Linked DNA regions of Mus musculus: all the other regions are linked to region 5. The links are chromatin contacts, called in public Hi-C and HiChIP or PLAC-seq maps. All regions are on one chromosome and are shown on one strand. The core of a region is the stretch at or near the end of the contact, and the rest is flanking DNA. Distances in the headings are between cores, read along the strand shown.

Region 1 (2,759 bases), core at 46-2,545, 540 kb after region 5:
AACACGTGTACTTTTTTTTTTCTTCAGTTTTGAACTCCAAGTCTATCAGACTTCATCCGGTTTTGATCTAGCAACTGCATGTCTTGATACTGGCTCTGGGCAGGACTCTGCCCCTACTGCATTGTGATGGAAAACGGAAGTCCCCAGATCATTCACTGTATGACTCTCATTGGGTCATCTGACATTCATGAACCTCAGGTTTTGCTCACTGGAAAAACAGTACTGGGGGTGGGCACTAGCAGTCATAATCCTCTGAAGCATCAGGAGACTCCACTGAGGTGCACAGGGCAAAAGTTATTTTGCAGAGTGGAAAACATTATGCAAATGTGAGTTGATAGTAGGGCTGTTGGCTTTTCTTTTTTTTGTCTGTCAACTTCAGAGGTGATTAAGCATATTTTCTGTCTTTAGTCAGTGCATTGACTCAAGTGCCAAACAGATTAAGACCAAAATATTGACCAATGTGCTTTGGATTTTTTTACAACCTGTATGACTCTACCTGATGCTATGATGACCCAATCTGAATATACATAGTTCGCCTTAGCCGCAGACCTCGTTGAGCCTGGCTGTGTGTCAGCTAATACGGTGTAGTTGTTGCCCTCAACAGCTCTGAGGCAGGCATAGTTGGCTTCGGTTCTAGCTCAGCAATTTGCATAAACTATTTGATCTCCTGCGATCCCTGTTTCTTATCTTCTGAACGGGAAGATAAACAAAGTACCAGCTCAGACAGAGCATTAGATGGGTAAGTGTAACGGGTAAATGGGCTGCACTTGTTGAGATGACAATAGCCACTCACCGTGAGGTTCTTCTCTTAGGATATTATTGAGAAAGTGATGTTTTTACTAGTCAACCCTGTGATTTTATAAAGTTGTTCCATTTCAGAAGCAAGAAGCTCACTTAAACTAGCATAACTTAACTCGCTGAGTTCCTTGTGAACCTGTGTGCATGCCTCATAAACCACCACATTCCTTAGTTACTGCTCACAAACCATTACATTAGAAAATCCACCCATGGCTTTCTCTAGGCTCACTATGGAAGAATAGCTGACCTATTTTCGGTCTCTGGAATCTATCCTCCTTTTAGAAAAATGAATCAACATTTCCCTTTTTTCATTCATCTTTTGGTTTCTTGAAGACTTCAGTAACTTCTGAGATTAATCGTCAGTTCACATTCACCCATTCAGTGAGACTAGCTAGAATGTGCGCTATTTGTCCAGCATTCCAGTGTTCCCAGTGGCTGGGCACAGCTTATACCTGGAGCTGTCAGCTAGAGCTCATTTATTGCAGTCAGGTTCTGGCCAACTGTCCAGTCATCTCTGTAGACTTACAGTCAACCCCTTCTTTGCTTTGTTTGTGTGTGTGGACAAGTCAGATAAGGCTGAGTCATAATTTCCTCCCCCAACAAAATAGGATAATAATAACAGCTATGACTACCACACAGAGTGAAAATAAATGAGGTGAAGTGCAAAAAGCATGCCCCCCACCAAAAAACAAAAACAAAACAAAACAAAAAACCCAAAGCAAGCATACAAAATGAAAGTCTTGTTTGCTCCTCCTCTTATATCCTGCAGACCACTTTATTTGCTGCAGAACTTGAAAGCAAAATCTGAATTTAATAGTTCTGTTAGCTGTTATCATTACACCATCTGCCCCAGGCAGCTTGGCTATCACTTCCTTGTTCTTCTACTCTTAAACACAAAGGAAAATATCCTTCTTGTGGTCTTTAACAGTTCCGGTGAACCCAAATTATTTGTTTTCTATTAGCACCCCTGTAGTATATTCCCCATTAAGATACAGGGACAGTCAGAGCCATCAAGACCTGAAAAAGACGAGGGAACAACAAGAATGCAAAGGAAGAGTTGGTGGGGTTGAAAAAATGAAGCTGAATGTGGTCAATGGAGCTGAACATATACTGTGTTTCATGGAACCAGAGATGATTACGCTATGGGAACGCAGCTGAGGAGTGACGTGGACTCTCTGGTTAATAATAGGAAGCATAATAAGAGAGATTACATATGGAGTTTTGCAAGCAGGCACAAAAGAGTCTATTAGGCGGTGTCTTTAGCAATAACTTTTCAAATGAAGAAACACTGCCCAAACTATCACTTTTATGTACAGTGCTAAATAAGATGAGGGAGGCACGTCAACCCACGCAGTTCTGTGAGGAAACTTCTGGAGGAGGGGAAGTAATATGGTGTATGCATAAATATTCAGAGTAATATGGTTGGCAAGGGACAGAGAAATTAAAATGTCTCAAGTAGATTATTGTCAGACCTGTTGACTTCTGTACCTTCTCCTTCCATTTCAGCCAGACCTGGGCACATGGTTAGGTACCATGTAGGCTGAGGTTTTATGGGAGAGCACAGAATATCATCTTTTTGTCTCTTAACAATGTAGGAGCACTGTACTGTATGTAACTGTGATTAGTTCACAAATTAAGATCTTTTCCCTAAGAGAAGGGCCTTCCTATCACCTTCAAAGAGGAAGACTGTCAAAAGCCAGACTTTCTATTATAAAATGGTTTTAAATATAATGAAACTTCAAGCAACCATGCGTCTCAGGGCAGAAGTGGAAACACTATTCTGTTGGGGTCAAACTCACTTGCCAATGTTTTTTTGTAAATAAAGTTTCATTGGAATGCAATTATATTTAGTAGCTTACCAACTATCTGTACACAGGCATTGCATTACAATGGCAGTGTTGAATAACTATGGTGGAGAACTTACAGCCAGAAAAACTTAAAATATTTACTGCTTCATAGAA
Region 2 (2,717 bases), core at 199-2,698, 840 kb before region 5:
ATACTGAATTTTTCAAAAATCCACCCTGGAGGCACACACTTATAGTCAAAATACTCAGCACGTAAAGGAAGCAGAAGGATCAGAAATTCAACAGTTAGGCTTACAGAGAAAGTTCAAGCATGCATGGGCTGCAAGGGACATCCTTTTTACCTGTCTATGCCAAGCAGAAATTCTGAGTTCTTTATTCTGTATAAACCTTCTTCTCCTATAATAAGGTAATATTAATCACATCAGAATTCTAAATCTAAAATAGGTATTATCTATGAAAACCTGGAATAAATCTTTATACTACTGAACAACAATTGTATTTGTTTTATTTTCTCATTTGTGGGTGTAGATGAAAACGTGCAACTCCTATTTTTTCTGGGTGAGTTAGGTGTGTAAAATCACCAAGATATTATTAACATTAATTTGAAAATGATACATCCAAATGTAGCTGTGCATCTGGTAGCTTTCATTGATTCTAAAGCCCAAGCAGTGACTAGCATTATACCCTTGCTTTGTAATGATTTAGTTTTCTAAGTCTATTGAAGGAGTCTTGTTAAAAGGAGGCTTATTTCTCAATATGCCTTTTCTGGGAACAGAGACAGGCAAATGTGCCTGAGATCTTGGAATGAATTAATATACAAAACAAGAGTCAGCACAGGGCAGGCTTATTCTCAGTAGAACAAACAAAACATAATTAGAAAAAAAACCAGATCATAAATCATAAATGTGTACATATATACATTCATATATTTTTGTAGTGTGTGTTTGTGTGTGTGTGTGTGTGTGTGTGTGTGTGTGTGTGTGTGTGTGTGTGTAAGACTGTGAGCCAAAAGATTATGTCAGGTAAGTCATGTCTTAGCTCTACCCTTTGTAGCAAATGTCAAAGAATTCATGTTTTATGCATGAATAAAACAACTCAGGTTCAATTTGTATACGTAATCAATTTAGTGGTGAGCTAAGAACACAAAAAATCCTTTGGCTATTGAATCCACATTATTAGGCTTTATCCAAAGCCCATATACCTAGGCTTTTTTCCATGGACTGTGAAAGAGATACAGCTTCCCATTCAAATAATATTCTTTACTGACAAACAATGGGGAATCAGTATTGCCCTAAGGTCTCTGAGCTGCAGCAATAGCTATCAATCACACAGCAGATAAATAGATTTCCGAAGTTTTGTGTACAATATGTTCTTGAATGTGGGCTTAAGTTCAGACTGACATATAGTATTTCATTGCTAATGTGATTTCTTTCTAGCAGAGGGAACATTCTTTTTCTAAATTGCATTGCATAACTTGTTTGCTTCCTAGCAAAACAATTTTTGAATTTCCGTATAATTTTTGTTAAATCTATTTTTAAAGTTGAAGCTTAGGTCAAATGCAAACATGAATATGGATTTCTCCAGCATGCATAATTTGTAGTCTGTGTAGCAATGACTCATCTGCCTCCAGTATCTGGTAGTCACATGATGAGCTCTCCTGCTAAGAATGACTTACTCATTCTTCAAAACCATATCCAAAAGATGAAGGAAAACAATGTGTACGAAGCCGAAGAAGACACAACATGGTGTGCTTAAGCTGTCGCACTCAAATCAGTGCTGCTGGTAATTTTTCAAATTAAGTGTTTCTCTTTGGGAAAGCACTCAGAAATATTACATGTACACAGTCTAAAGCACCAGAATGTTCCTTTAAAAATTTGCTAGTGACCAAATTAGAAAACATCTGCAGGATTCTTCTGCTGCTTGAATTATTCAAATGAATACAAAATTCAAATACAGACAAGTTAGGGGAAGATAGTCATTTTTCTTTATCTTACGCAGTTCTAGAGAGAATATATTTACATCTGAGTGATTATCTTTATTCCTTTCAACTCATCTGTTATATTTCCCTTGTTTTACCTTGAAAACAAATATATTCCCGTCTCTGTCGATATCTATACACTTGTCAAATGTTTTATTGAAAAAGGAGTGTCTATGGACAGAAGCACACTCTAACATCTTACACATTTTTTCCTAATAGAGAAAAAAATTACTGATATAGCCCCCCTAATATGTTTTAGTGCATATGTTATTTTCAGAAAAACATATGATAATAACACCATTATGGAATACAACTAGTTTATATAAAAAGTATTACACATTTTCATATAGATTAATCTTAATGTGAAAGATGAACTTGTAGGTTGAAAAATACATAAATTATAAATATTTAAATGTTGTTCTAATGTTTTTTTAATACCATGTTTGCAACAATTGTAGGACAGGATTTGCAGAAATAGCTTAAATATGTCAGAGAACATATTTTATTGAACCATTGTTAAAACTTTCTCATTTATTCTGATCTAACATTTTTTGATCTCACACATGAATTAGAGAATTAGATTACTAGTAAAAATTTTCAAGAAAAATGAATTGGATAGAAGAATCTTAGAGTAATATATAATGTTGAAAATAATACAGCTAGAGTCAAAATGCTTAACATCCTGTATCAATTTGAAATATATTGCTAATGACTTACTTTTGTAAATAAAAGTTTTTAAAAATCTTTCAAAATATCTTCTCAAGAATACTGCAAAATTTAAAGAATTTTTAAATAAAATTCCGTATTATTATACAACGGTTATCTTGAAATCCTGATTTGTATTTGACTCCGAATTCTTGGCAAATATATCAGGTTTCTCTAATTATTGACCTTCTGTGTTATCTAGAACAATTGATGATAGATAGCATG
Region 3 (2,700 bases), core at 156-2,655, 640 kb after region 5:
ATCTATATGATTAAAATAACCAGATGTCCACCCCCTCTGCTGTTTCCATGACCTATGATATAAGCTGTCTATCACTGGGTACAGAATACAGTTATGAAACCTAGTGTCAAATCAGCCGTGGCTCAGAAAAGTTGGCAGCCCACACAGAAACGCTTACATTCATACACAACAGCGCAATTCATACAATTGCATAAAGATATTGTTCTTATTTTAAAAAAGAAAAAAAAACCGCTCTCCTAGAGGACAGCCTTTCTCTCCAAGGCCTTGGGGGTCACTACTTCTAAAACTTCCCTGATGGAGAAGCTGGAAAATGTCCTAAGGAGCATTCAGCTTGAAGTCAGACTCTGGCTGAGTTGTTTACCGGCCGTGTGACTCAGCAAGTTCTCTTTATTTTCCTCCTATGTAAATGAGGGGTAATAACAGCCTTCACCTTCTGCAGCTGTTGTGAAAACTAAAGGAAGCAGGGCCTATATAAAACCGGAGGGCCTGGCCCCCAGCAGCACTGTGGAAAGACTAGCCTGGCAATGTCCACCAAGAAACAGAGCTTCCCGTAATACACGGAAGTTTAGACTAGAGATATTTGCTGTTTTGTTGATATTATGTAATTTTGTATATTATTACTATTTTTCAGAAATTTGTAAATCAAACAATGTAATCAATAAATAGTTTAAAATAACTTTACACCGAATGGGTCCACATAATGATTTTTAAAATGCACTTCAAATTATAATCAGGAAAACAAGTGGAGAGAGGCTCTGGGACACAGAAAGCTAATTTGCCTCTCTGTAATCTATCAGTTCTCTAATCTACCATCCTCATTCTTGGCTGTGAGTAATTACGTAACGTACGTAACCTTTGACCAGAAAGAGGAGTAGCACGTGTCACTTCCAGGTGTACAACTTCTGCCAGTACCAAAAAAATAGAATAACCAGTTTTGAGAAGTTATTTTCGAGTGCCAGAGTGGGAAAGGCTTTTTAATCTCAAGGGCAAACAACAGTGCCCCTCCGTCCCTGACTACTGCTTAGTGTTCTCCCACAGGTAGCCAGCAAGACAGAAGCGCAGTAAAATGCAGACTCTGCTACGGGAATTTTTGACTCTGGGTATCTAATGTTCATAAGTAAATCCCAGTATGATCACAAAGAGTTTCAAAAACAAAGAAAAAAAAAGTGACCTAAACAAACTACAACATATTTTAAGTCAGCAAGTCTAAGTATTAGACAATAACAGAAAAGTGCTTTCAAAATCCAGAGGGAAAAGAAAATATTGTGACTCTAGAAGTAAGAGAAATGTAAAAAGGAATGGAACAGGGCCAAAGGATGAGGGATGGGGGAAGACAGCTAAGTCTCAGCTATTCCGGGTAAGCATGCATCTCTAGCCATAATTAAAATGTGAGTCACGGGCCTGCTGGGTGACTCAGTGGGCAAAGGCACAAACCTGATAACCTGAGGTTGATTCCATCAACCCACATGGTAGGAGAGAACTGACTCCTGAGAGTGTCCTCCATCCTCTCCATGTGTGCTGTGGTGTGAGCATGTGCTCACTCTCTCTCTCTCCCTCTCTCTCTCCTTATACCTACTCTGAAAAACAGAAACAAAGAAAGAAGGAGGAGTAGGAGAAGAGGAGAAGGAGGAAGAGGAAGAAGGAATAGACTTAAATGTGAATAGCAACCAAGATTAAATCAGAGAGAGCAGGGGGAGAGTGGAGAAGCACACCTGCCTGCCTGGTTATCTTTGGGGAAGGAGATTCAGGCCAGCTTCTCTATGTTGCTTGAGGCGCACAGCTGTGCAGATGGATCCCTGGCAGGCTCCTTTCCTATAAGGATATAACCTAAGTGCTAAGGTTAGGACCACAGTAAGCACACAGTTACCACAAAGAGAGCGGATCAGAATCAGAATGTGTGCTCCCACAACAGGACCTTGGCTTCTAGGGATTCAGCTATAGAAATCTTGGATGTGAGCACACCTATTTACTGTTATAGAAACGAATCTGGGTGTTCTCCTAAATGGAACTGATTTATAAGGTCTATACCCTTTCATATGAAATAGCCATTAAAAACCTAAAGCAGATTTATTAATACATGTATGGAGATCTATTATGATAAAAGAAATATGCTAAGACAAAGGTATGGTGTGATTCTTAATTTATGAAATTTAAGTGTGGAGTATATTTATATAGAGAGAAAGATGCACATATGTGTTTGTAAAGCATAAAAAAGAATCGTAAGCAAAAGGACAGTTTCATGAGATATGGCAAAGAGGACTTTTTAAATCTTTACTTTATAAAACTTTCTATTTTGAATATTTTCTGCAGTTATTGTTTGTAATTATTGTTTTAGAATTTCATAAGCAAGAAAATGACAATATAATGTACTTTACTAATGCAAAATTAAATTAAATTGTAATTAAAAGTCTCCAAAGCCAATCTACTTGAGACTCAGAGAAAGGGAGATTACATCTTCAAAAATCTTCAAAAATCGAGTGCATATTGGGTTGTGTGTGGTAACATCAGCGTTCAGTACAACCTGGCTATTAGGCAAGAAGAGCAGGAACAAGGAACAAGGAAGGGAGAGAGAGAGGTGGAAAGAAGAAAGGAAACTGACAGAGGGGGAGGGGTGTAAAGATACCAAACACGTGAGTCTCACTAGCAGAAAATGTCCTCTTTCAAACCAGTGTGACTTGAGCTCATTGTAGCCCTGAGAAA
Region 4 (2,700 bases), core at 22-2,521, 590 kb after region 5:
TTAGCATGGGTGGAAGCTTTTATTAACAAAGAAAAGGTAATATTAAAGCCAGATACCTTCTCATGGCCAGCGAGTTAACGAAAGTTTGAAAGTCTAACTGTCCTAAAGTTGCAGGAACATATAAAACAAAAAGATTATGGCACACCATCAGTGGATATGGACATTTAGTTCTCTGATTTGGGAAAACAACTTGGCGTTATCTAGTAAAGTAACAGAAACGTGTATTACACTAGCTAGCGATTCCATTTTCCATACTTTTGTAGGAAAATTCTTGTTTGTGAACACCAAGAGACTTGGTCAAGACTTCCTCCTCTGCCAAAGGCCTAGAAACAGCCTGGTTATCAGTCAAAGAGAAGTAAACAGACAAGCTGACCAGCTTGTGGGATATTTATACAATCAAGAAAGTTGGCCCTGCTTATCGATAAGTTCCACTTCCAGCAGAATCAACAAATTTAGAATAGAAAATATTGGGGTGGGGGGGGGAAGTATCTGTAAAGACCATACCCAGAGTTTTTCCCTTAATATTATTTCTAAAACAAAACAGGGAGCTCTTATTTACATAGTGTAGTGTTTGCATGATATTAGGTATGTAATTATTCCAGAGATGACTTAAAGATGCAAAAAGATGTGCATGGGTAATATGCAAATGTCTCATCACTTTACACACAGTTATTTGAGCATTTTGGTATCCTCAGGGATCCTGAATCTTTTCTTCTACATATATGGAAGAACTTCTCTTAAGTGACATTTAATCAGCCACATGCATATGAATGAATCTCACCAAAAAAAATTGAACTAATGCAAATTGCCAAAAAAAAAAAAAAGCTTGGAGCACATCCCGTTTATAAGGTGGGAAATGAGTAAAAACAAAACTATTTCTCCAATGGAGTGTGCAACGCTCATGAAATAGCTCACATGTAAATGCACACACAAACATAGTGGTTAACTTTTAAAATGAAGGGATTAGGAAAGTTTTCTTACACGTGGTGGTAAGCACACAGGTTCGGATTTAATTGTTATTTATGCTTCATTATTTTATTCAAATTAGCCATTTCATTATTTTTTAGAAGTTGATGACGAAATGCACACACACACACACTTATTATCAAAAAATTCCTACACAGAGTTTACTTTATATACAGACGTCAAAACGTGTATCATGTACTAAAATAACCCTCTCTTACCAACTGGATGTGTCTGCCCAGTATTGTTTGAGCATTCCGGAGAGGAGCATGCGCAGCAGAGCCCTGAGGTTGCATCAGCGCTAATCACTGGTCTTACAGCTTCTCTTTGTGTTTAAGATTGAGCCTTTTAGAAACCACCCCGCCCAAAATGTTACACAGACTCTCCAAAACATGTTTTTCAAGTGCAATGAGAGCCAAAAATGATTTGGCACAAGTACGCCAGATCCAAAATCTTCTGGGCTTTTAAAGGCGCCAGCACAGAACTAGAAAGAGGTTGAAATAGGGCTTCCCCTTCGACAGGGCATGTTTATGTAGCAGCATTGAAAGCTGGTCAGACTGAACGTTTTCAGCATTATTCATACCAAGTCAAGCCCAACACATAGAGATTCTGAAACTTTCTTTAAAAAAAAATTATTGAATTTTTAAATTGTGTGTTTGTGTATGTGTGTCTACATTCTATATGGTGTACATGCAGTGGTCAGAGACAACTTGCCGAAGTTGGTTGTTTCCTTCCACCTGTGGGACCCAGGGACACAACTCAGGTTGATGGTCTTGATGGCATGCACCATTACCTGTTGAGTCATCTTGAGAACCTAAAACTTTTGTAGTGATAATGGGCTCTAGTGAGCCTCCTTCCCACTACTCTGGGCCAGTCCTGCCCTGAATGACATCCCCATGCCTCCTTCTCTAGCAATGTTTATCTCTTACCGTCAGACAGGCAGCTGTTCCTGTCCACATAGCATTGGCAACGATGCCAAGATTTTCTGATTAGACAGGTGTCATGAGGCACACCAGTAATCCCAGTGCTCAGAGGACAGGGCAGCCTAGGCTACGTAGCAAGACCCTGTCTCAAAAAGTCTCCCAGAAACAAAGCTCTGACAACTGTCATTGAGCCAGCTTGTGTCTTTCTTGCTGATTGCCTATATTAGAGATAATTGATTCTGTTTTATAGTGAATAAAGAATGCCTCTTTGTTTTCTGACATGATATGGCTTCAGAGACTTAAAAAAAAATTCTGTTAGTTCTTAAAATACAGTAACAAATATCTCCTAGGCAAACTGTAACCATAGCTCAGTGAGAGCCAACAGCACATCTAATCACCTGGCCTATTAATCACTGCCATTCTCGTCCTTGTCCCAGAGCTTTCTATGAAAGGGAGAAAAGGCCTCCCAGAGCATTGAGATAAAGAACTAGAAAGAGGCTTTAACAAGCAGTCTGTTGTCATGTTAATGTTGCTTTCTTCAGAGGATAACCAAAATCTTCTCACAACCTCAGCACCCACAGCAGACTCTCCTGTCAATCAACAGCCATTTCATACCCATGTCGGAGAGCTGGCATCCTGTTATGACCTCACTAGATACACCCTGCTACCAAGCAGTGAGCTAGTCTCTGTAGTCTATAAACTGAGGTGGCTGAGCTCAATCAATGGCAAATTGTCATCCTTACAACGAAAACTGGTTCAAATCTGAGACTGTAACTGTCTCTCTGTCAGTTAAACTGACTGACCTCTATCCTCT
Region 5 (2,700 bases), core at 190-2,689:
CCTTTCTATATCTTGGAATCAAAACCAGGCCTGGGCATACTCGCCAGACTTCTACCACTGAACTATCCTACTTCCACCTCTCCAGTCCCATAGTCTGCCTTCAACAGTAGCTCCAGTGAACTTGAACAAACATTGTAATGTCATCCAATGATTCATTTTTAAAAAGAAACCAGAACTAGATACTGTCAACAGTCTGTGTAGCCCACTCCTGGAATTTGAATACATTAGTTTTGAGAAGTTTTCTACTTTTTTTTCTGTAAAATATCTTTGGTTATGTTGCTGTCTTTATTTTATATTCTGTTGTCTTTATAAGACATGGTGGCAGAAATTGCTGGTTTTGCATAGTGGGGTTTCCTATGGAATACATCCTTTGTGTTTAAAGAGAAAGGAAGAAAGTATCTGTCTCCTAGTAACATGTATTTCCACTCCTCCATTCCTTCCATCGCTCCAGAGCAATTCCTTCTCTTGAACTCCATTTATTGAGAATTGCATTGGTTTGAGCAGGCATCTAATCTCTTTAGAGTGTTAAAGCTTCTATGTCTAGTGTTCCTTCCAGAACAGGCAAAGATCTTACATGCTCTTGACTTCATGATGAACTTGCATGGGTAATTTAGAATACATGTTACCTAGAAAGCATGTTAGATTTAGTTAAATGAACTAAATTTGCCTTAAAGTCCTAAATCCCAAAAGTTTCTACAGAGCTCAGCCTTTCTCTCCATGTCTGCGTTGTGAAAGAGCTGAGCCTGGCTTGACCACTGAGGACTAGAACATGCTATGCTACACAAAGGTCTGTATTCCCAAGGCTGGCATCAGGGTGATGACAGGAGAGCTGCTGATGTACAAAATGACTCTGTTTACCATAGTAATTGGCTCTTCACAGGCTAGAGGAAGCCAGGTCTGAAACACAGCCAAGTAGGGTTTTTCCCCTACTGAGGTCTCAGAAATTCCCAGTAAATATTGAAACAAAAACTAAATGGTCTTGTTACCTTGCACACTGGTGTTTATTTATGGCACATTTGCTATACCTTTATGAAGTTAGCAAGGACCTTTGAAGTATGCTTTTGTCAAATGGCCAGTGTCTTCAAATATTAGAACCCATTGCACGAGTGAGCCCAGACTGACTAAGCAGGCATCTGTCCAAACACTAGAGATCTTTAAGACAAAAGTCATCAGCCATTCCATTTAATATTTTGATTTTGCACACTAATCAGAGCATATGGGAGGAGTCCAGACTAGATAACCTTCCAACTTAGAGATTCCATTGATCCATTTTTCACATATCTTCATCATGCAAGTATTCCAAAAACAAAGAAACAAGAGAAATTCAGAAACTGTTGTGATTTGATGTTTTTCTCTCTGCCCCTCTCCTTTCTCCTCCCCCTCTCTGGCGGCTCCCTCTCCCTCCCTCTCCCTCCCTCTACTCATCCTACTCCCAAATATGGTGCAATAAGAAATTCCTTTACTGAGGCTACAGAGTAGTTAGTCATTGCGAGTCATGTTTTTAAAGGCTCCACTCACTGACGAAAACAAGTGATATGAAATGCTGAAGAAACCTCAGGGGCATTCCAAGCATTTATGGACAAAAAGTCAAGACTTGTGGTATTTTCCTCCAAGATGCATGTGAGCTGAATCAAAGAGACAGAAGAATTTAACCTTCAAACTTTCAAGACAAAAACAAATGCCTCCTGTTGTTGCCAGTCTCTGAGCTTGGTAATACTGAAGAAGCATAAATCTGTGTAAGACCTCATTATCTTATCTAAACCTTTAATGTGGTTTCCAAACAGCCCTTTCTAATCCTGTTTCAGAAGGCCTTTATTCAGGTACTAGCTTAAGCTTCTAAGGGCCCTATTCTGCTTCTGTCACATCTCTGCATAAAAATATCATTAGCTTTCTTTGGCTTAATTAAGTGCCTAATATTAATATGTATAAAACAGCTTTACTAATTTGTAGCTTTATTTTCTGTGATATCCCCATATATTTCTACCGTCTAATGTCTTTAAATCTTGTCACTGAGGACATGAAAGTTTAAGTGTTTGTTGTTATGGATTGTTCTGTGCCTGGAAGAACCTTTAATAGACTACCAGACCTCTACTCCATAGCTGCCAGTAGCACCTCAAAACAAGTAGAATAATATCTGTCAACCCAAACCACATCCAAACATGACATAGTTGTTCCTAAGAAGCAATAAACAACCAACAAGGAGGGTGAGAAGCAAAAGGGTATTATTTACACTTCCAAAGCCTTTAGTATGATATATATATGTGTGTGTGTGTGTATATATATATATATATATATATATGTGTGTGTGTGTGTGTGTGTGTGTGTGTATGTATATATATATGTATATATATGTGTATATATATATTTGTTTATATATGTGTGTGTATATATATATATTGTTACTAGCAGGTGCTTCTCAAATACACCCAACTTTCCGTCCATACCATTTAGTGTCTCACACACATATTTCAGGACATCTAGGGCTTCTTCCACAAAATCTTCCACACCTAACTCTGTACAAATTAGTCATTTATTCTCTTTGGACTTCTAGGATTTACAGGGATCTATGTAGCCATTTCTGTTTGAAATGATCTGATTGGTTACAGAGTCCTAAGAGTTATAAAGCCATGAGCCATAGAATTCACACAATAGGTTCAGACCTTGCCCTGTGCATCAGGACCAGAGTTCTGAGCAACATTA

The links. A called contact is a pair of places that touch in the nucleus more often than the background predicts. HiChIP or PLAC-seq counts read pairs in DNA pulled down with a chosen protein or histone mark.
Region 1: a contact with region 5 is called in a Hi-C map of adipose-derived mesenchymal stem cells, with 2.7 times the contacts expected there. The contact joins two enhancer-like sites. A contact is called at or near these places in 2 of 484 Hi-C or Micro-C datasets (B cells and adipose-derived mesenchymal stem cells) and 1 of 115 datasets of contacts at active chromatin or transcription factors (pancreatic cancer cells).
Region 2: a Hi-C map of embryonic fibroblasts shows a contact between it and region 5, with 6 times the contacts expected there. The contact joins two enhancer-like sites.
Region 3: an HNF4G HiChIP or PLAC-seq map of pancreatic cancer cells shows a contact between it and region 5. The contact joins two enhancer-like sites.
Region 4: a contact with region 5 is called in a Hi-C map of muscle stem cells, with 2.5 times the contacts expected there. The contact joins two enhancer-like sites. A contact is called at or near these places in 2 of 484 Hi-C or Micro-C datasets (the N1E-115 cell line and muscle stem cells).

What each region holds. Positions count from the first base shown.
Region 1 is chr10:17,548,811-17,551,569 of GRCm38.p6, forward strand. The region is part of intron 3 of Gm32543 (a long non-coding RNA gene); the gene reads right to left. Among named protein-coding and RNA genes, the nearest start is that of Gm32656, 110 kb to the right of the region's middle. Within about 2 kb of position 1,296, at least 94 of the 459 cell types and tissues checked have an H3K27ac peak or open chromatin away from gene starts, as enhancers often do. A contact at or near this core is called in adipose-derived mesenchymal stem cells and pancreatic cancer cells, where this site is marked.
Region 2 is chr10:16,169,988-16,172,704 of GRCm38.p6, forward strand. No RefSeq gene overlaps it. Among named protein-coding and RNA genes, the nearest start is that of C330004P14Rik, 380 kb to the left of the region's middle. Within about 2 kb of position 1,449, at least 34 of the 459 cell types and tissues checked have an H3K27ac peak or open chromatin away from gene starts, as enhancers often do. A contact at or near this core is called in embryonic fibroblasts, where this site is marked.
Region 3 is chr10:17,653,101-17,655,800 of GRCm38.p6, forward strand. The region is part of intron 3 of Gm32543 (a long non-coding RNA gene); the gene reads right to left. Among named protein-coding and RNA genes, the nearest start is that of Gm32656, 5.3 kb to the right of the region's middle. Within about 2 kb of position 1,406, at least 73 of the 459 cell types and tissues checked have an H3K27ac peak or open chromatin away from gene starts, as enhancers often do. A contact at or near this core is called in pancreatic cancer cells, where this site is marked.
Region 4 is chr10:17,598,105-17,600,804 of GRCm38.p6, forward strand. The region is part of intron 3 of Gm32543 (a long non-coding RNA gene); the gene reads right to left. Among named protein-coding and RNA genes, the nearest start is that of Gm32656, 60 kb to the right of the region's middle. Within about 2 kb of position 1,272, at least 29 of the 459 cell types and tissues checked have an H3K27ac peak or open chromatin away from gene starts, as enhancers often do. A contact at or near this core is called in muscle stem cells, where this site is marked.
Region 5 is chr10:17,011,167-17,013,866 of GRCm38.p6, forward strand. All of the region lies in intron 1 of Gm20125 (predicted gene, 20125), which reads right to left. Among named protein-coding and RNA genes, the nearest start is that of Gm20125, 83 kb to the right of the region's middle. Within about 2 kb of position 1,440, at least 75 of the 459 cell types and tissues checked have an H3K27ac peak or open chromatin away from gene starts, as enhancers often do. A contact at or near this core is called in adipose-derived mesenchymal stem cells, embryonic fibroblasts, muscle stem cells and 1 more, where this site is marked.